Linked DNA regions of Mus musculus: region 2 is linked to region 1. A link is a contact called in public HiChIP or PLAC-seq data. All regions are on one chromosome and are shown on one strand. Each heading gives the region's core, a stretch centred on a gene start, on an enhancer-like site or on the middle of the called end of the contact. The rest is flanking DNA. Distances are from core to core; before and after follow the strand shown.

Evidence for each region. HiChIP or PLAC-seq counts read pairs in DNA pulled down with a chosen protein or histone mark.
Region 2: a RAD21 HiChIP or PLAC-seq map of pro-B cells shows a contact between it and region 1, with 22 times the contacts expected there. The contact joins two enhancer-like sites. A contact is called at or near these places in 1 of 15 datasets of contacts at CTCF or cohesin (pro-B cells), 5 of 484 Hi-C or Micro-C datasets (bone marrow-derived macrophages, cardiomyocytes, cerebral cortex and 2 more) and 1 of 115 datasets of contacts at active chromatin or transcription factors (heart atrium).

What each region holds. Positions count from the first base shown.
Region 1 is chr3:20,653,893-20,658,859 of GRCm38.p6, reverse strand. No RefSeq gene overlaps it. Among named protein-coding and RNA genes, the nearest start is that of Gm31466, 150 kb to the right of the region's middle. Within about 2 kb of position 3,394, at least 5 of the 459 cell types and tissues checked have an H3K27ac peak or open chromatin away from gene starts, as enhancers often do. A contact at or near this core is called in pro-B cells, where this site is marked.
Region 2 is chr3:21,494,429-21,499,104 of GRCm38.p6, reverse strand. No RefSeq gene overlaps it. Among named protein-coding and RNA genes, the nearest start is that of Gm31610, 7.1 kb to the right of the region's middle. Within about 2 kb of position 3,109, at least 27 of the 459 cell types and tissues checked have an H3K27ac peak or open chromatin away from gene starts, as enhancers often do. A contact at or near this core is called in pro-B cells, where this site is marked.

The sequences.
Region 1 (4,967 bases), core at 2,145-4,644:
AATGATACAATCACTATGCATTTGTGTATAAAAATCTAAGAAAATTATAAACATTTATATGTTTGTGAAAATATCAAAAGAGGAACACATTTTCCTTTTACTTTTTAAAATTAATTTATATTTTACACTCCATATTCTATCCCCCCATCCACCCTCCAACTGTACCACATCCCAAACCTTCTCCCCACCCCCCTCACCCCACCTGAACCTCTAAACTACCTGGGGCCTCCAGTCTCTTAAGGGTTAGGTGCATCAACTCTGAGTGAACACAGACCTGGAAGTCCTCTACTGTATGTGTGTCGGGGCTTCATATCAGCTGGTTTATGCTGTCTGTTTGGTGGTCCAGTGTTTGAGAGATCTCAGGGGTAAGGGTTAATTGAGCCTGATGGTCCTCCTACAGACTTGCCCTTCTCCTAGCTTCTTTCAGCCTTCCCTAATTCAACAACAGGGGTCAGCTGCTTCTGTCCATTGGTTGGGTGCAAATATCTGCATCTGACTCTTTCAGTTGCTTGTTGGGTCTTTCAGAAGGCAGTCATACTAGGTCCCTTTTGTGAGTGTTCCATAGCCTCAGTTGTAGTGTCAGGCCTTGGGACCTTCCCTTGAGCTGGATCCCACTTTGGGCCTGTTGTTGGATCTTCTTTTCCTCAGGGTCCTCTCCATTTCCATCCCTGTAATTCTTTCAGACAAGAAGTCAGACATGTGACTATGTAATGGCAACCCCATCCCTCACTTGATGTCTTGTCTTCCTGCTGGAGGTGGGCTATATAAGTTCTCTCTTCCTACTGTCATGCATTTCATCTAAGGTCTCTCTCTTTGAGTCCTGAGAGTCTCTCACCTCCCAGGTCCCTGGTGCATTCTGGAGGGTCCCCCAACCTCCTATTTCCTGAGGTTGTCTTTTTCCATTCTTTCTACTTGCTGATGCTCAGGGATTCAGTCCTTTTTCCTCACCCAATACCAGATCATGTTCTCCTCTCCCCCCATACTTCCCCCCCCCCAAACCTGTCCACTTTGCTTCCCAGGTCCCTCCCTCCCTCCCCACTTGTGATTGCTTTCTTTTCTCTCCCAAGTGGAACTGAGGCATCCTCACCTGGGCATTTCAGCTTGTTGAACTTTTTGAGTTCTGTGGACTGTATCTTGGGTATTAGGTACTTTTTTTTTTTCTAATATGCACTTATTAGCGAGTACATGCCATGTACATCCTTCTGGTCTGAGTTACCTCACTCAGGATGGTATTCTTCTAGTTCCATCTATTTGCCTGCATTATTTGTCCTCATTCTTAATAGCTGAGTAGTTTCTGTCATGTAAATGAACCACATTTTTCTGTATCCATTCTTCTGTCGTGGGACATCTAAGTTGTTTCCAACTTCTGGTTATCACAAATAAGGCTGCTATGAACATGTGCCCCTGTAGCATGCTGGGGCATCTTTTGGGTATATTCCCAAGAGTGTTATTGTTGGGTCTTCAGGTAGATATATTTCCAATTTTCTGAGGAACCTCCAGATTGATTTCCAGAGTGGTTGTACCAGTTTGCAATCCCACCAGCAATGGAGGAAAAAGGAGGAACACATTTTCTTACATGTGAAAAATCATATTAAGGTCAACATTCAACATTAGAATTTTTATCAAATGGATTTTTATTAGACTGTGACCACCTTGACTTCTTTGCATATCATCTGTATCTGGTTCTGCACAAGTGGTCAAATGCATGACTGCACATGAAGAACAGCATAGACCAAAATAAAGTGAATAAAACTTGCTGCAAGTCAACTTAATATCAGACTCAGCAAATACATTTTCAACCCTTTTATAGAAAATATTTTCACCATTGTAATAATGAATAGCAAAGTGAATTATTTTAAGATATAAAGTTCTCAAAAGACCCATATGCAATGATGCTATTCCACAAACAGTAAGCATGTTGGCCTGATTCACTATAGTATCCTATATCACAATGGTCACACATCAGGTGCTTAATTTCTTTCAGCATCTACAAATAAACACACAAAACACTGAGTACCAAATTGTAACAACTTTAAAAACAATGAACTATTTTCAGTGACTGATATATTTATTCATTTTATAAATACTTATATTTGAGCCTCACTATTATAGCCCAGGTAAGTTACTGAAAATTATGCCTGCTGTGCAGGGCTCAGAGAACTCACTTTATCTGTTGTTGGTTCAGAACCAGTAAAGATTGTTAGATGTTGGAATGATGAGATCTGGCATAGGAAAGAACTTAGCTGTTGAGCAGCAGAGATATTCAGGAAGAATAAGGGGAGTGTTGCTTAGAAAAGGAACCAGAGTGTTCAAGGTGAATTGTCAAATGCAAAAGTGTAAGATCTATAATTCCATTATATTGAAAAGATCCATTTGTGGAAAAGGTCTTTAAAGATTCAGGCAAAGCCAAGTTCAGCAAATATGAAGGTCAGGCTGCAGTGGACTAAAAAGTGAATTAAAACAGATGATAGATTACTATTAGAGATGTGGAAAAACAGAGGAGAGAGATTAGGCAGTTGCTTAATGAAGAGGCAAAGTTATTTTTTCTTTCATTTTAAGTTGGGGAAGTTGGTTGAGAAATGCTCAAATATATTTTAAAGATTGAGGGAAATGAACCTGCAGATGTGTGAGGGAGTAAGGGGAGATTTACTGGTTGAAAAGCTAAGCAAGTTTTGGCAAAAGTGAGAGAAGATGGCACCATAAGGACAAGCAGAGTTCAGTTACAACTAATCATGAAGAAATAACTTGGATGGCAAGTGAAGACTAGCACAGAGAGCTGAAGGCAGGGGGAGCTCAGCCAGTAGGGTCCAGTCAGCATCCTGTTTCTCTAGAGTAAGAGGGCAGGGCCATGGACCAGAATTGAATGAACAGGAGTGAAATGGAGCTGAAAAGATGGGTTGTTTATAAGTACAAATATCCCAAATGAAGAACCAGACAACTCCTTCCTCTGCCTCTGGTCACTATCGTCTAAGCATCATGGAATGTCTAGGTGAATCATTATAATCTGCACAGTGATCATCTCAGAATGACCAACCTCAAACATCTGTTCCCACTATATTGGGAGTATGATCGTGATGCTGTTTTGTTTTGTCATTTTCTTATGTTTTTGCTACTATCTTTCTTTTATATGTTGTTCTCAACATTATGTAACTTGGGGGAGGTTTTCTTACATTTTTCATGCACCTACTCAGCTGACAGCTTCAATTGCTGCCTAATTCCCCCTGGACTTTGTGTTTGAGATTATCATCCTGTCACGAGCACCTTTCTCTGGCTAGGTCCACCTCCACCCCCACCTCTTTTTCAGTTTTATGGGAAGATTGATTTTAAGGGTTTTATAGATTTTATCATTGAAAACATCTTTCATTTTTAACACTCTATTGCCCTCTAGAGTAGATGAAGGTGTACAGCAGCAAATTCTGGTAAACTGCAGGATAGTTTGTGTGGAAAGGCTTTTTCTGAAACTGCAGCTATCCTCATTAAGAAAACATCCATTGAAAAGAGTGTGATTTTATTGAATGCATAATTGAAATAAATAATTCAATTTCCATAATAGACACATGGGAAACTGAAGAGTCTGTGCTCACAGACTTCCCTATAACAGAAAACTTCTCAAATAAATTGGGCTCAGAAATAAATGTCTATTACTTTCTGTTTCAAATTTACATAATTATCTTTCCCCAAAGAATGGAAATATCTTAAATAAAAAATATGTTTTCTAGTTTTCCAAACATATGCAGAAAAGGAAGAAAATTGAGATTAAGAAGGTCAAGTGTCATTAATATTATAGCAGAAGATGAAGTAACCAGAGCTCATTTCTTGAGGCATCCCTTCCTCTTTAATATGCCTGCATTTTACAGGTGACATCTCAGAGATTCCATATGCAGATCTTTGACATTTAGCTTAGGGTCTTCTTTGCTTAATGCTGTGTTTCTTGACCTGATAAAAGACACACGGTAGCTAAGTGACAATGGGAAGTGGTTCCTGTTGCAATCAAAGCAAGCAGCAAACACACAGCTATGTGTTTTGTGAAAACAACACTTAAGCATTGAGCTGGACACTTCTCCACAGCTTCTGAACTCAGTTATCTGGCAAACGCCAGTTTCCAAGAGTAGTACAGAGCCTCTTAAATAAAAATAAACCAGGGAATTTCAAGTCCCATTTAGCTAAAAAGAGTAAGATCTTACTATCCAAGTATGATTCTATGGCGGCCATTCTCATTCATATAACCACACTCATTCACAGTAAGCTCAAACAGGTATTGGATTTTTTAATATAAACACAAAAGCCATTTTCTCTTGCCTTAAGCTTTGTCCTTCACTTCAGAAGTTGCCAGTTTAGTTTTAGAAACAGAGAAAAATACCTAAAAAGAGGGGAAATATATTTACCCAGAAGAGAAACGGCACTGAGCTTTGTGATGTAAAGATCTTTGCTGACATAACCTGGAAAAATGAGGGAATTTAGAAATTTTCTCATGGGGAAATTTAGAAAAAAAAATGTATTAAAAGGGATTCAACACTAAACTGAGGTGTTTGTGCAGTGGGGAACACAACAAATCAATAGAATCTGGTTTTAGGTTGTTTTGTTTTGATTTTGTTTTTCCTATGTCTAGGGAAAAACAAATTGTTTCATTCTTATTCTTTGTACTTGTGTGTTTTCACCCAGAAGAAAGAGATGTCCTGGTATAGGCTGAGACTAAAGGTAGAAAAATACAAAAGGAATAAGAAGATACAGAAATGATTCATGGAAAGAAAGGCTACATACATACGCTTGAAATTAGGCTTTGTATGAAATAAATCAAAGTAAGGTTTAAGGTATGAAATAAGCTTCATAAGGCAGAAATTTGTAATCTACATTTAATTATTAACAGAAAAAAAAAAGCCTCTGGCAAATGTAGTGTGTACCTTCTACTACGGTGCTTTAAGCTCCAGGCCACCACCATGGTTCCCTTGGATCCCCCGATAAAAGAC
Region 2 (4,676 bases), core at 1,860-4,359, 840 kb before region 1:
GAAATGGGGCCAGCTTTCCTGAGCTCCTCATCCAGTGAGTGGTGGTCTAGTGGTTGCCGCAATCAACGACATCCTCATGTTCTGTAGTGATAATATGAACTACAGACACCTATACTACTGCATAGGCACAGACTCAGACATGACTCTCAGCAGCAGTATTTCTAGCTGGGACCTCATGATGGCCACAGGCTGGCCATATATAACAAGCTACTTCTCTCCATCCTGAGTCTGCAGTTCCATTTCCTGTCATAATGCTCAAGCTGCTCCACTTTTTTTTTTCCTCTCCCTTCTGACCACCACACACAAGCACATTGTGGTGGCTTCCACTTAATGCTGACCATGCTGCTGGCAGACCCCTGGGTGGCATCCTTCATCTGTGCTGTGTTATGTAGTATGACAGCAGTTGGGTGTCTATAGCACACTTGTGCCATGGGCTAGAGGGCAGGTCTGTGGGTCACATAACGAGCTACATGTCTTTGTCTGTCTTTCTCCACCCACTCTGTGCTGCCTGGATTTGATTTCACTTTTATGAATCCTAGGAACAATACAGTTTTTACCACCAAGTCAGGCATCAAGCTAAGATGAACAAAGGAGAGCTATCTGCTCTGCCTCTGACTGATACAAGAACAACAACAAGAAAGTGTCTTGTTGCCCATTGCCAAGGGGTATGGGCAAAAATCATTATCAAGAAGAATTGCCCAGAAAGAAATGAAATAGCAAAAAAAGAGAATGAAGCAGAGAAGGGACAGAGAACATCTGCTCAGAGGCAGAGCTCAGCAGTGAGTCATCTCCTCTCTTTTCCCGGACTTTCAGCTCCCCTCAAATTGTCTTAGGTCCAGGCTACCTGTGCTTCCCTATTCCTGGATTTCTGTTATTTTCTATGGAGTTTGCTCCTCCACCCCCTGTTAGTAGTTGCCTTCATCTTCTAGTTGTCTTCATCTTCATCTTTGAGCATTATGACAAAATCAATGGGCCTTGCCACGTTTTGAGTTCTTGGCTTAAGTCTAACTGAAGTCTTTAGGCTAAAGCCCTCCAAGCATCAAGGAAAACTAGAACTAAAACACTTCAGCTATCAAGGGGAGTGAGTGCCAGCCTTAGAATGGACAGAAGCATGTCCCCCTCCTCCCTTCCTTTCCTGCTTCTCTTCTCACAGACCAAAACAGGAGGACTTACTTCACCTGTTCCAAGTGGATAGCTATTTATTTGTCATTATTCACTTCTCCATCCCTTTCTAGCCCTTACTCCCCCATCTCTGTGTGTGTGTGTGTACATTTATGTGTGTCCACGTACATGACTATGTACATGTGTGCTCTCTGTAAAGAGATCAGAGGACAGCCTTGCTGGTCATTTCTGTGGTACCATCTATCTACTTGATTTTATTTTCAGAATAGGGCCATACCCTGGTCTGTCAATGGCCAAACCAGGCTGCTTCATCACTGAGCCTTGGGATCTGTCTGTCTTCACCTGTCCAGTACTCAGGGGTTGAACTCAGGTCCTCATGTGCTGCGCTGACCTAGCTATCTCCACGATCTCCGCAGGTGTTACTAAGTTAGTAACTAAGAGGGTACAGCAAGGCTGTCTGGGAGAAATGTAATATGAGCCACAGATGAGTCACAGATGTATAACTTAAAAGTTTTAACTTATATGCAAGTACAATTAAAGATTTTCTAGTAGCTTTGTGAAAGTAAAGGAAGGTTGAACTTAATTTTAATAATGTACTTAATCCAATATTTCTAAAGTACCTTTCTGTCCTTTTTTCCCTCTCCAAGTTTACTGATCAGGAAAAAGGATTCAGGGAGCCAAGGTAGACTGTCAAACATGCACTGTGTTTCTGCCTCTTCAGTCCTGGCACTCATTCGGCTACCCTCCTGATGCACAGCACAGCACTCTGGGAGGAAGAGGCATTGTTCCAGGAGGGAAAAGCCTGATAAGACTGTGCAGCTGTGTAGTCTCATTGACCTAGGAAAATCTTGCCTTCTGAATCTTATGAAAAAAGAAAACTGAAATTGTGGCTTGTTGTTGAAAGACTTTGCAAAAATCTTTTATTGTTTCAACCTCCTACTGGTATCTTCTTCTTGCAGGGCACAGCATACAGAGTCAATAAATATTTGCCAAGTCAATATAAGCATTCAGTAAATGAAAGACACAAACTAAGACTGGTGAAAATATCAAGAGCATTTAGTGAGGTAACTCTGGTATAGTACTTGTTCCCTTTTCTCACTCTCCCCTTTTTTGTTCACAGAAGGGAGCAGAAACTCTCCTTGACTCACACACCTCCTAATCGTTCAGAGTCCAGAACCCTCTGCAAACCAAGGACCCTTGTTTTTGTCTTTTTTAACATTATTTTTATTCCTCTGCTTAAAACAAATTAAATCAATGGGGCTGGGGATGGGGGAAGGTGCTTGTTGTGTGAGGACCTGAGTTTAATTCGAAATATCCAAGTGACAATGTGGACATTTTAGTCCTTTCTTTGTGGAGGCAGAGGTAGGCATCTCCATGGATCTTTCTAGCCAGCTAGTCTAGAGGAGTTGCTTAGTCTCAGATAGAGTGAGAGACTCTCTCAAAAATAAGGTGGAGAATGATGCAAGAATATATTTGACATTGACCTCTGGCCTCTATGTGCATGTGTACATGAGGCTGAACATCTTCCCAGGGCTGACTCTGGACAATCCTCAGCACAGTTATTTGTGTCCTAACTCACTCCTTGGCTCCAGGCTGCTAGAGGTTCAACAGTGAACAGGGTTCATGTTTGTGAGTATGTTTATAGAAGTAAGGATGGTTCTGCCAAGGCTGTGGAAAGACAGCTCTGTTGTGAAATATAATGAAATTAGGACACCATTTAACTTAGTCTTGTGCAGTGATGCTGCTCTGAGAAGCGAGGTGGTAGAAAATATCCCCAGGATAAGAGAGAACAGGATTTACGCATCAACACACACACACACACACACACACACACACACACACACACACAAAGAGAGAGAGAGAGAGAGAGAGAGAGAGAGAGAGAGAGAGAGAGAGAGAGAGAGACTCACATGGGGAAGGGAAGATAGAGAGGAGACATGCATGCATGGATAGCATACTCACAAACAAGAAAGAGAATTGGAACTAAATCTACTGCTAAGTTATGTCTAGTGGACTGAAGGAATTTGTTACCGCAAGATATGACATCTAATTTGGAAATGTGGGGGAGAAATTTTCTGCTACTGAAAGAACTGTGTGTTTTCCGAGAGTGCCGTTATAAAGAAACAGAAATGCAATTATTTTGGATTGTTTTTGGGCTCTGGTATTTTTAGATCTTCCTATAAACACCTCCCTGGAGGAGCACACTGCATTTGGCACGCCAGGGTAAATCAGCCTGTTCACAGGAAAGGCAACTGACAACTTGACGAGGTGTCTGGGCTTGTAGATGTCAGAAAGAGGCCAGGTGCTGAGGCAAGATATTCATGTATTTTGAGTCTTTTGGTGGGACAGTTTCTTCCTCCAGCCCTCTTACCTGAGGCTGAACATCTTCCCAGGGCTGACCCTGGACAATCCTCAGCACAGTTACTTGTGTCCTAACTCACTGCTGGGCTCCAGGCTGCTAGAGGTTCAACAGTAAACAGGGTTCATGTTTGTGAGTATGTTTGTAGAAGTAAGGATGGCTCAGGCAGGCCTGTGGAGAGACTGCTTTATTGTGAAATATAATGAAATCAGGACCATGTGAGTTAGTGCAGTGATGTTGCTTTGAGAAGTGAGTGGAAGAAAATATCCCCAGGATAAGAGACAAAGGATAAAATACCTTGATTTTTTTTTAAGTGCAGATTTTTCCTTTCTAGACCAATTGTTAAATAGGCCTTGTTTTGTTCAGTGGGGGCTGATAATGAAATATCAGGCTATTAAGGTTATTTCAGGTTCCTGTGTCTCCCAGGGTCACACAAGTCTTCTCATATGCATGTTAATCCATTTCAGCCTTCCTGCCAGTAGCTGCCTAAGTAGGGCAATCGGTTTAGTGTGCGCCCTTCCCCCACCTCACAGTTTAGTTATGAGGCAAAAGCTACTAATTGCCAGAATGTGCATTGAGGATCAATCCGTGCTTTTCTATTTCACAGACACAGCACTGAAATTGATGATTAATAAATGATTAATCTGGTGGCTGATTCCTCAGAAATGGAAAGCACCAAGTAAAAGCACAAAGGTGGCACCTCCTCCTCACCCATGTTTCTGGTGTGGCTTGCCCTGGCGAGCCCACGCATGCACTTGAGGAGTGTATGGAACTACATGGAGGATTTGCATCACAGACTGGAAACAAGGACTGCCTCACACCCAGCTCTGCTTATGTTCTCCTTTTAAGGATCATAGCTGCTCCATCTGCAAATATTTCCTAAAGAAAATCCTGCAGATGTGATTAAATCTCAGAAAACAGAAGACTGTACAGTGTGATTTTAGAATGACTCCTGAGTGTCTCCATCTCAGGGTCTTGTAGGGAGCCTTTTCTGGTTGCTATGATTTCAACCTGGACTATTCTCTATACAACAATTACAACAGAGCGGTAGCATTTAAACTATTGGGCTGAAATTCAAGCTCTCCCACCTACTAAACATTTGATGAACAGCAAATTAGTTGATCCTTTCAGGCCTCAGTTTCTTCTTATATCACAGGCAATAATTTTACCTTTATCAAAGTATTCTTCAGTGTTG